Regions from separate parts of the Rattus norvegicus genome. Here region 2 is linked to region 1. Evidence: chromatin contacts called from public Hi-C data. All regions are on one chromosome and are shown on one strand. The core of a region is the stretch at or near the end of the contact, and the rest is flanking DNA. Distances in the headings are between cores, read along the strand shown. Region 1 holds the start of Rmnd5a (required for meiotic nuclear division 5 homolog A). Region 2 has its middle 41 kb from the start of Rnf103.

Region 1 (5,011 bases), core at 2,198-4,697:
TTCAACATACCCTACATTTTCCAGAAATGCTAATTTAAGTAGTTACATGTGATTGGTACTTTGTGTCTCTGTGCAGGCTCAGGTGTTGCCAATAAGCAAAATTTGTCCCATTATTGGAACCGTTACTGGAAGAGAAAAAATCTGAATTCCCAACTACTGAGATCAGATAGGGATCAAGTGATCATACAAGAGCCCATAGGGAACATTTCATATTCAAACCTATAATCCTTTTTTAAAAGTTTCATTGCATTTAATTTTTAAGTGTATTCCCTCAACCATATAAGTTCAGTGCCTGGAAAGGGAATCAGATCCCCTGGAACTGAAGTTACAGATTATTGGCTTTGAGCTGCTGGGAACTGAATCCAGGTCCTCCTGAAGAGTATTCTTACCCACCAAACTATCTCTCCAGCCCCTACGATACTTCTTGCTTCTAAAGACCCTTCTTTGAGAATTCAGTATTAGGGATAAACACAGTTATAAACTGGGTGAGAAGACTCATGTAAAAAGGAAACAGAAAAGTCTCTGATTTTCCAAGTACTATTGTACCTCTGAAGCTTCCTCTCACCTAACTTACGGTTTTCCTTCAATAAACACTTGAGAGCACTTTTTCTGTTTAAGTCAAAGAAAAGGAAAAGAAGCCAGCTCTGATCTGGGACTTACCAATGTAATTAAGTGACTGCCTTGGTGAGGTTTTTCATTGCTGTGATAAAGCACCACAAGCAAAAGCAATGTGAGGGAAAAGGGTTTATTTCCGATTATAACACTCCATTGCTAAGGGAAGTCAGGACAGGAACCTGAGGCAGGAGCTGAAGCAGAGACCATGGAGGAGCGTTCTTACTGGCTTGCTCAGCTTACCTTCTTAGACACCCTAGGATCACCTGTCCAGAGGTGACACCACTTTCCGTGAGCTGGTCTTTCTAACGAGTGGTTATTAGACTTGCTTATAGGAGATTTGATGGACATATTTTTCTCAATTGAGGTTTATTTTTGTTAACTAACCTTGCCAAGTTGACAGTAAATTAGCCAGGCCAATACAGAAGGCGTAGTTAACTAGAAGCTGAATTAGAAACTTGGGGCAGAAATATGTGTGCGTTAGATGAAGTTCTAGTGCTTTTACTATGGTCTTGGTCTCAATCAGCACTATTAGAGCTTTCAACATGGAGGAAAATATACTGATTAGCACAGTAGCCATTAGTCACCGTAGCCTACTGAGAATCTGAAATGTGGTTAGTACAGTTAAGGAACTGAATTTTTTTTTTATTTCACATTGATTTTAAGTAGCTACTTGGGATTAGTGTCTTGAGTATCTGTGCAGGCTCAGGTATTATCAATAAATAGAATTTGTCCAGTTGTTGGGCGAGAACTATCTGCAAACTTATGGTAAAAGTAAACAGCATGGGTGTAGGCTTGAATGAGCTGTGCTCAGCTCACACTGAGACTAACAGTGCTAGGTAGTAGGATGGGGCTGTGATAGGTTACACTGGGCATCCTGCAGCTAACTGGATTTGAAACTGCAGTTAACAAAGAATTGTTACTTCTGATTGGTGGCTAAGAATAGCCCTTACATGTGCCAGACATTATGTTGAAGGCTTTACATGGATTATATCATGTAGTTATTCTAACAACCTCTAGAAAAAAAGAGAGGGGGAAAGAGAGAGAGAAAAAAGGGGTGTGTGTATGACTGAAATTATCAGGGAGATCCTTGGACTAAGGGGAGGAACAAGATTTGTCTGTGCAGTGTGGCAGCTTCGGAGGGGTCAGGTGAAGGTTGCTAAGTCAGGTCCAGTCCATCCCCAAACAGGAAGAACTAAAGTGCAGTGAGGCAAGGTCACTCTAGACAGCAGTAAGATGATACCAGGCACCCTGGGGCTTGTTTTTACAAAGGAAGAAGGCCTTTTGTTCTTTTGGTTGGCTGAGCACTTTCACAAAATGGATGGTAGCTAGAAAACCTTTTGAGGAGAATGACAAGATTGCTGGAGCTAAATGGTTTTTATTTTTGAGAAGCAGGAATCAGGGCCATCTGCCAAGAGGACTAAAAGCCATGGTGAGGAGTAGAAAGGAGCTCTGAAATACCATCAGCTGAACTCCCAAATATCCAGTATCCTTTATCATTAAAGGCCACCATATATATCATCCCATTAAATCTACCCACCCACGGAAGTATTTTCCCCCACTTGATGCTACATTATGAAAACAGAAATTGAACTTCAAAAAGGTTACCACCATAATTAAAGGAAAACAAAGACTGTCCACCAGGGTGCTGGCAGTGTTCTAGAAACAAACAGGCTACAACAAAGGGGGTTTTACTTAAGTGGTGCAAGCAAAATTCCAATTATTATTTTAGACTTTGACAAGTGATGTGGGAGAGGAAAAAATGGTGCTGTAAGAGATACGGTGGATTGATGGAGAAAATTCGGGGAGGCAGAGGTGATAAAACCATGATGGAGGTAGGAATGCTGTGAGCAGGCAAGCAAGCTGGAAACTTCAGGTCCAGGAAGGTAGATTCTCCCAGGCCCAGGCTATGAGGCAGAGACTTGGCGAAAAGCTAGTAGGATAGAAGCCTGGTGAGCAAGAGGGCACTGGCCAAGGCCAGAACCCCATGGTAAACCAGGGCAAAAGCCCTGCCTTTGCCAAGGTAAGGGCAAGGAGCAAGGGCCAGGTTGCTCAGCTCGCCCACGCGTGTTCGTGACCGCCACCAAGACGCCCAGCACGTGGACAGGGCGACAGTAAAGGCCACTTGCAGGCCGAGGGGCGTCAAAGAACCAGAATTAGCCAAGCTGGGCGTGGGCCATCCTTCCAAGAGCTACCACCTTCCATCGGTGAGCGACCCCGCCCGGGCCCTCCGCCACCAGGCAGCCAGACTGACAGCCTTTCTTCCCGGAAGCGGGCCTCTCAGCCGAAACTTTGGTCAAAATGCCGTGCGGAGATAACACAAATTGCAAACAAGGCGAAGTCCTGGAGAAAACAGCCCTGTTGATTTATCCTGTTTCCCCTCGCGGCTTCCCAGTAGAAGATTTAAGCGCCTCTCTTCAAGTCACCCCCCTCCAACAGCGAGAGCATTGGTTTGTCCCCTCAGTCCGGATTGGCTGAAATTTTACGCCTTGGCTAGCGATTGGAGAATATTTGTCTCGTTCCTAGCCCCTGCGTCAATTGGTCGGTCTCCTGCTTCTGGGCGGAGCATCCGGGGACGGTTTCCACCCTCTTGTTTACCGGCCGCTTAGTTGACGCTCTCGCTAAAGTTCCCTGTTCAGCCGCGCGGGCCAATTGCGCCGCTCGCTCCGCCCCCGCCCCCTCCCTCACGGCCTCCTGCGTGGTACTGCCCACACCTTCAGAACGCCGGCTCTTCCTCCGCCCGCGCTGGCCCGCTGCTTACCCCGACCCCGCGTCGAGTCCGCGCTTGGTACGGCCCGCGCCACCTCCTCCGCTCGTGAGGGAGGCTCGACCCCCTCCCGGGCCGCGGCTCTTGGTGCCGCCCGGGAGAACCAGGTCATCGGCCGGTTCCCGTGAAAACAAAAACAATCGGCGGCGCCGCCGGGGGGCGGCCGAACGCGGCGAGACAGGGGGCCCGGGGCGAGACGCGGCGCCGGGTAGGGCGGGCGAGCGAGCGAGCGCGAGCGGCGGGGCCGGGGCGCCATGGGGCGGGCGGGCATGGGCTGCGCGGGGCTCTCCGGGTGCCGCGGCTAGCGCGCCCGCCTTGCCTTCGTCTCCCGCGCTGCCCGCCTGCCGCCTTGGGGGAGGAGGAGCAGGACGCGGCCTCGGTGGGGCCCGGGCCGAACCACTGCGGACCCCTGGGCGCCGGGGAGCCAAGCGCCGCGGTCTCCGGCATGGATCAGTGCGTGACGGTGGAGCGCGAGCTGGAGAAGGTGCTGCACAAGTTCTCGGGCTACGGGCAGCTGTGCGAGCGGGGCCTGGAAGAGCTCATCGACTACACCGGCGGCCTCAAGCACGAGATCCTGCAGAGCCACGGTGAGGGTGGGCGCGCGGGGGTCGGGGCCCTGCGCTGTGTCTGCTGGTCCCCAGGCCGCGGCGACTTTTCCTCGTCGCGCGGACCCACCCGGAAACGCGGTGGCCTGGGGGAGCAGTCCGCTGCACACGGCTCGGGGCGGGGAGGCTTGCGTGGTCCTGCGGGCCGCAGGTGTGCGAGTGATAAAGGGGGTCTGCGCAGGACTTTGTCTAATTCTCGGCTTCGCAGACTTTTTTTCCCGTGGTGGTTCTTAGTTGAATGTTCTTAGCTGTGGGTTTCCACATCAGCCGCTGCTGGAACTTCAGAGCTGGACTTAGGTGAGCAGGCAGCTCTTCTGAAATCTCATAGGAAGCCGGCTGATTTGAACCATTCAGCGCTCCTGCTTTAGCCTCTGTAGAGACGGATGGAGCAGTTGTCGAGTTGTTAGTTACTTGACTTACCTGGTCCAGTTTGTACTTGTTAATAATTCTTTCAGAAAACTGTTTTTCCGTAGAAAGTGTTTTGCCTAGGTTATTTCTTCAGTTGCCTGGGCTAACTTTGAGAAAGGGTTTTGTGTTTTAAAAATGACATTAGAGGTCTGGTACTTTGGAGCCACAATGCTGACCCTTTCTGAAGAGTAAAGGACTTGTAATATTAGAGATTCTTTCAAGAGGTTGGGCCCTTGTCAGTTTGAGGGCTGAACAGAAATTAAAGGGATGTTTACTAGTCAGGGAGAAATGCTGATGGTGCAGGTGAGATTAAGGCAGTGCTAGCCCTGCCTCTCTCTTCTTTCCTCTACACCTTTATTTCCCAGACATTTCAGTTGTGAGTGACTGCTCCTCTCTGGTAAAGGAGTCTGACAACTTCTGACACAGCTGTCGCTTTGGAACGCCGTATAAATATATAGAAAACATATTGATGGCTGCTTGTGAAAAGATTATTTGACTGAATTGGTGGTGATCATATACTTGATACAAACAAAATAAGGAGGGGTGTGAGGAAGTCTGGTGAATTTTGACTCATGGGGTGAAGTTTGAGCACTGACTTCTCTTCCAGAGGCCCTGAGTT
Region 2 (5,091 bases), core at 2,394-4,893, 51 kb before region 1:
GGGCCAAGCATATTCAAACCACCACAGTCTCTCACTGAACTGAAAGCTTACCATTTTGGCTAGGCTAGCTGAGTAGTGGGCTCTAAGAATCTGTCTCTGTCCTCCAATGCTGGGGTTATTGGCCTCTCTGGCCATGCCTTGCTTTTTATGTAGGCCCTGGGGACTTGAACTTGGGTTTTCATACTTGCATAGGAAGTACCCCTAACCAATTGAGCTATATCCAAGCCTCTAAGCATGTTTCTTTGTCGTATCGCTTTCTTGTATTGCTATTATTAAATAACAGCTTTTTTTGTTTGTTTTTTTGTGGCTTCTCCAGACTGCATTTTGTTATGTCAGAGGAAAATGAAACATTTTTAAAAGTCTTTCAATGGCTAATTACAAGACATTCTTTAACTACACTAGGAAAACACTTCAGTGAGAGATATTTGCAATGAGTGTAGAAGACTTGTGACTACTGATGGGAGGAATTAATGGTAAGGATGGAAAAAATATTCCAACTCAAGGGTTCAAGGGCAATCAGAGGATGGAGATCACAACAGAGAGTGAATACAGCATGTGGCTATTCGCATTAAGAAGGGGAATGAACTGTGTGTCATACATATGCTGTGCTGGTTGGTTTGGTCAACTTGACACAAGCCTAGACATATCTTGGAGGAAGGAATCTCAGCTGAAAAAATATTTCCTTTGGATTGGCCTGTGGGGACAACTGTCTTGATTAATGATTAATGGGGAAGGGCCTACCTAGCACATTATGGTTGGTGCTATCCCTGGGCAGGTGGCCAGGAACTGTAGAGGAAAGCAGGCTGAGCAAGCCAAGAGAAGCAAGTCAGTTAGCACTGTTCCTCCCTGGCCTCTGCATCAGTTACTGCCTCAAAGTTCCTAGCTTTAGTTTAGTGCCTGTCCTGACTTCTCTTCATAATGAACTAAAAACTATAAGCTGAAATAAATCCTTTCCTCCCTAAGTTGCTTTTGGTTATGGTATTCATCAAAGCAATAAAAAGCAAAATAGGACAAATATAAACCAGAAAGCTCTGGATGCTTAGAATACATTATTATCCATGCTTAGCTGTTTGGAATGGTATGAGATTGTCCCTGTTTGTTTCTATTGCTGTGATAAAACATGACCAGAAGCATAGGAGGAAACGGTTTGTCTCAGGTTACAACTTCATCTCTGAGGTCAGTCAGGGCAGCAATTCAAGGATTCAATGGTCAGCAGGACTGGAGTGGCACTGGAACATGGGGAGCCTTACATTTTGTGTTCTGAAGCTTGCCCCTGGCTTCTCAGTAGCAGAAAGCCACTATAGAATGTAAACATCGGACTGATACTGCCTTCAGGGAAGGCAGAAGAATTTTCTCCACAACACTGAAGTGTAAAAAGAAAAAGAGTTGAATTTGTTTGAATTCCAAAATAAGCCACATGCACTCTGGTGTCCATTTATCAGAACTGGCAAGACACTTGGTTTCACTGGATGAGGTGCCAGCAGGGAGACAAAGGAGTGAGAAACAAGGGGGTAAAGGAGGGAAAGGGAGACTGCAGTGTATAACTATGTAAGATTGCTGACAGCTGCTGCAAGCCACTCTTAGTGGAGTGTGAGGTAGCACATAAGAATAGAAGTGTGGGGGCTGGAGAGATGGCTCAGTGGTTAAGAGCACTGACTGCTCTTCCAGAGGTCCTGAGTTCAATTCCCAGCAACCACATGGTGGCTCACAGCCATCTGTAATGAATTCTGATGCCCTCTTCTGGTGGGTCTGAAGACAGCTACAGTGTACTTATATATAATAAATAAATCTTTTAAAAAAATAATAGAAGTATGTAACATAAGTGCACAAGTGATACCTTGATCAATATCTCCAAGGTCACATAGGGAATCACACAAGGATGTTGCTAAGATGTGGTACCTGTCTCCATAGCTCTGGATCAGATCCCTGGCTGGAGCTAGACCTCAACTTCAGCCTCTGCTGTCTTCCCAGGGCTTCCAAAATGTTTACTAGCCTTGTAGTGCACAGAACCCTAAATGTCCTAGAAGAGACATGGAATTCTGTTTTCCTATCAGCTAATCTGTCAGATTTGTCTTATGAATAACGCATTTGGCAGCATGAAGCACGAAGAAAAGCCAGAGGGATGAGAATGTCTATCATCAAACAAATTATCCACAAAGGAGGGGTGTGGTTTCTTGAGGTAAAAAGGAAAGTGGATGGGGGGGGGCAGCAATTCAGCTGACTGAGGAAAACAGCATGATGCTATCAGGAAAGAGAGAGAAAAGTGGAATGGACTCTAGATCATTGTGTTTTGGGTTTTGAACAGGTGCTCCACTGTGTAGCTCGGGCTAGCCCTGAACTTAAAAACCTTTCGCTACTCTGTCATTCTTGAATTCTGTAATTCTCGAATGATAGAATTACAGGTCTGTGACACTACATCTAGATGACTCCCTAATTTTGACACTGGTACACCTGGAATGATGAAGAGTTGGTATCTAAGGGAGCCAGAGAGAGGCAGTTTGTGGGGGCCAGTGAATACCATTTTAGTCATGCTAAGTTTAAAGGACATCCTTAAATCTAGCTGGAGTCCTAAGTGTCTAGACAAAAAGAACTGAAAATTAAACGCCGAAAGAAGTCAATGGGAATCCACTGAGTTCTGAGGTGGTGACATTGTCGGAAGGAACAAAAGGATAGATGTTTGTTGAGTGGGAGGAGCCTAAAATGACGGTTGTGGAGAGACCTGACGTTCTAGATGAAGTACAAAGTGTTTGCTCATAAATAGGTACAAACATTTGCTTCTGTAACAAACTGGAAGAATCAGAAAGTCTTTGGGTTGAAGATCTAGAAAAGTCAGCTTGTATCTTTTTTATTTTTGGTTCTTTTTTTCGGAGCTGGGGACCGAACCCAGGGCCTTGCGCTTCCTAGGCAAGCGCTCTACCACTGAGCTAAATCCCCAACCCCACCAGTTTGTATCTTAAGAGCTGTTTCCCTGTTCTGCCTCAGCGTAGGAGACCTGGGAGACGTTATTGTGTCTACTACCTCTGCCTCAGATGCTGAAAATGATGAGATAAGGAAGTCTTTTCTTCCTCAAAAAAAAAAAAAAGCCACCTATTTTATACATATATAGGCTCGAATGCAAGAGTCATTCGTCTGGTATTTATTCTGACCTGGGCTCAATCAGCTCTTGGGCAAGCTGATGGTTCTTTGCTCCCAGGTGGTTACCATATCAATGCTGACCTTCTTATGAATGCCTGGTGAAGGTAGGACATTACAGCCTGGACTTCTGGACTAAGAAATCCTCCTGCCTCCAATTCCCAAGCATTTGAGTACACGCATGCACTACTCTGCTGCACACAGCTAGTATGTTTATGAGTACTACTTGTGAACAAAACAGGTTTTTGTATTTTCCTTTAATGTGGTCCAATAATGTTTCTTGGTATGTTAAGTTTTCTTCTTAAGTTTTGAGCATTTTACTGATAATTTTTTAGAAAATTTGTGTATAAAACGACTGACTATGGTTGTGTGACTGTTTCACCAATTTGTATCAGTGTGCAGATGTGCTTTACGTATTCATTTTGAGACCAGGAGTCAACCACCGTGTGATCAGGGCAACTCCCTGTTTGCAATGTGGCTTAGATAAACCTTCCATCCAAAGGTGGAGTCCATTGCCTCTCCTCTGGCCTCTCTGTTGGCCTGTGACTGGCTTTGAGTAGCAGCAGTCTCTGTATTTGCTTTGCTTCAATGCCACTAACGTCATGCAACTAAGCTTAGAGTTTGGCTGGGAACGTGATTAGGTTGGCAGAGTGTTTCCTTAGCATTCATAAAGCTCTGGGTTCCATCCCAGTATTGCGTAAATGAGGTGTAGTGGAACATGCTTATCATCTCTGCACTCACCTCAGAAGTTCCTCTGCCACCTAGAGAACTTGAGGCCCCCTTGGGAAGAAAGTGATACTGTTACAAAAAAGGAAGGAGAGAACAACAATTGTATCAGCAGCTGGGACTAGCTTCTCTCCGTGATAGACATGTTTAGAACTAGACAGGCTAGACAGGCTAGACAGGCGGGTCCTCCAGACAATATCAGAGACAGATATTCAGGCAAAGCTATCTCATACTGCTCTGGGGCTATCTTACCACTAGTGCAAGCAGAGAGAGCTTCCTTATGCCATCCGATGAGAATCAATCACTGGCCACAAGATAAATGAATGCAGTTTAGTGACCAGCCTCAGGTCAGATGAGGTAAATACTAGCATTGAGCACCAGAACAGATTGATGAGCCACAGAACTGTGATTGAATTAAGTGGTGGTTGTTTCAGGTCACTGGGTTTTAAGTAGATTGCATGTAATACAGATTAACGGATACAACTTGGGACCTGCTATTCGCATTCTGATTTTGGAATTAACCTCTCTTTGATATCATATTTCAGCATTTGACAAACTGAAAGATGATTTTAAAGGACTATGTTATTTTACTATAGTTTACTTAAACTTTCCCCAGTAATGGTATATTAGGTTTGCATGTAGTTTTTAGCTTCATGAAAAATATTGTTCCAAACATCTTCCTACAAGTGGTTTACAAACTTTTGCTTACTTTTGTTTTCTTTAAAGATTTATTTATTTGTTCAATGCATTTAATGTATACCGTCACTGTTCTTTTAAGAAAATCATGTATGGGGGCTGTAGAGACAACTCAGCAGTTAAGAGCACTGGTTTCTCTTCCAGAGGACCCAGGTTCAATTCCAAGCGTCCACATGGCAGCTCACAATGGCCTATAACTCCAGTTCCGGGGGATCTGACACCCTCACACAGATACACATGCAAGCAAAACACAAATCCACATAAAATAAAAATAGATCATTATAAAAATAAAAAAGAAAAGAAAATTATGTATGTATATAGTTATGTAGCATTTATTGCAGTGCTGGGGACGGAACCTGAAGCCTCACAGATACGTCCCAGAGCTATAGCCATAGCCCCTTCTCAGAAACTTTTCTTACATTGCCTGACGCTTTTCAAAAGGTCATTATCAATCTGTGCTTCAGTCAATGTACACAATAATGTATCCACCCAGTGCCAGCAACCTGTTTACACTGGGCAACTGCTAAATCAAGCATT

Evidence for each region. A called contact is a pair of places that touch in the nucleus more often than the background predicts.
Region 2: a Hi-C map of liver shows a contact between it and region 1, with 5 times the contacts expected there. The contact joins the enhancer-like site here to the promoter of Rmnd5a in region 1.

The regions. Positions count from the first base shown.
Region 1 is chr4:104,989,524-104,994,534 of GRCr8, reverse strand. It overlaps Rmnd5a (required for meiotic nuclear division 5 homolog A), which reads left to right and starts at 3,447. Exons shown (of 10, transcript NM_001427218.1): 1 at 3,447-3,966. The coding sequence starts at 3,825.
Region 2 is chr4:105,041,018-105,046,108 of GRCr8, reverse strand. No RefSeq gene overlaps it. Among named protein-coding and RNA genes, the nearest start is that of Rnf103, 41 kb to the left of the region's middle. Within about 2 kb of position 3,643, at least 3 of the 93 cell types and tissues checked have an H3K27ac peak or open chromatin away from gene starts, as enhancers often do. A contact at or near this core is called in liver, where this site is marked.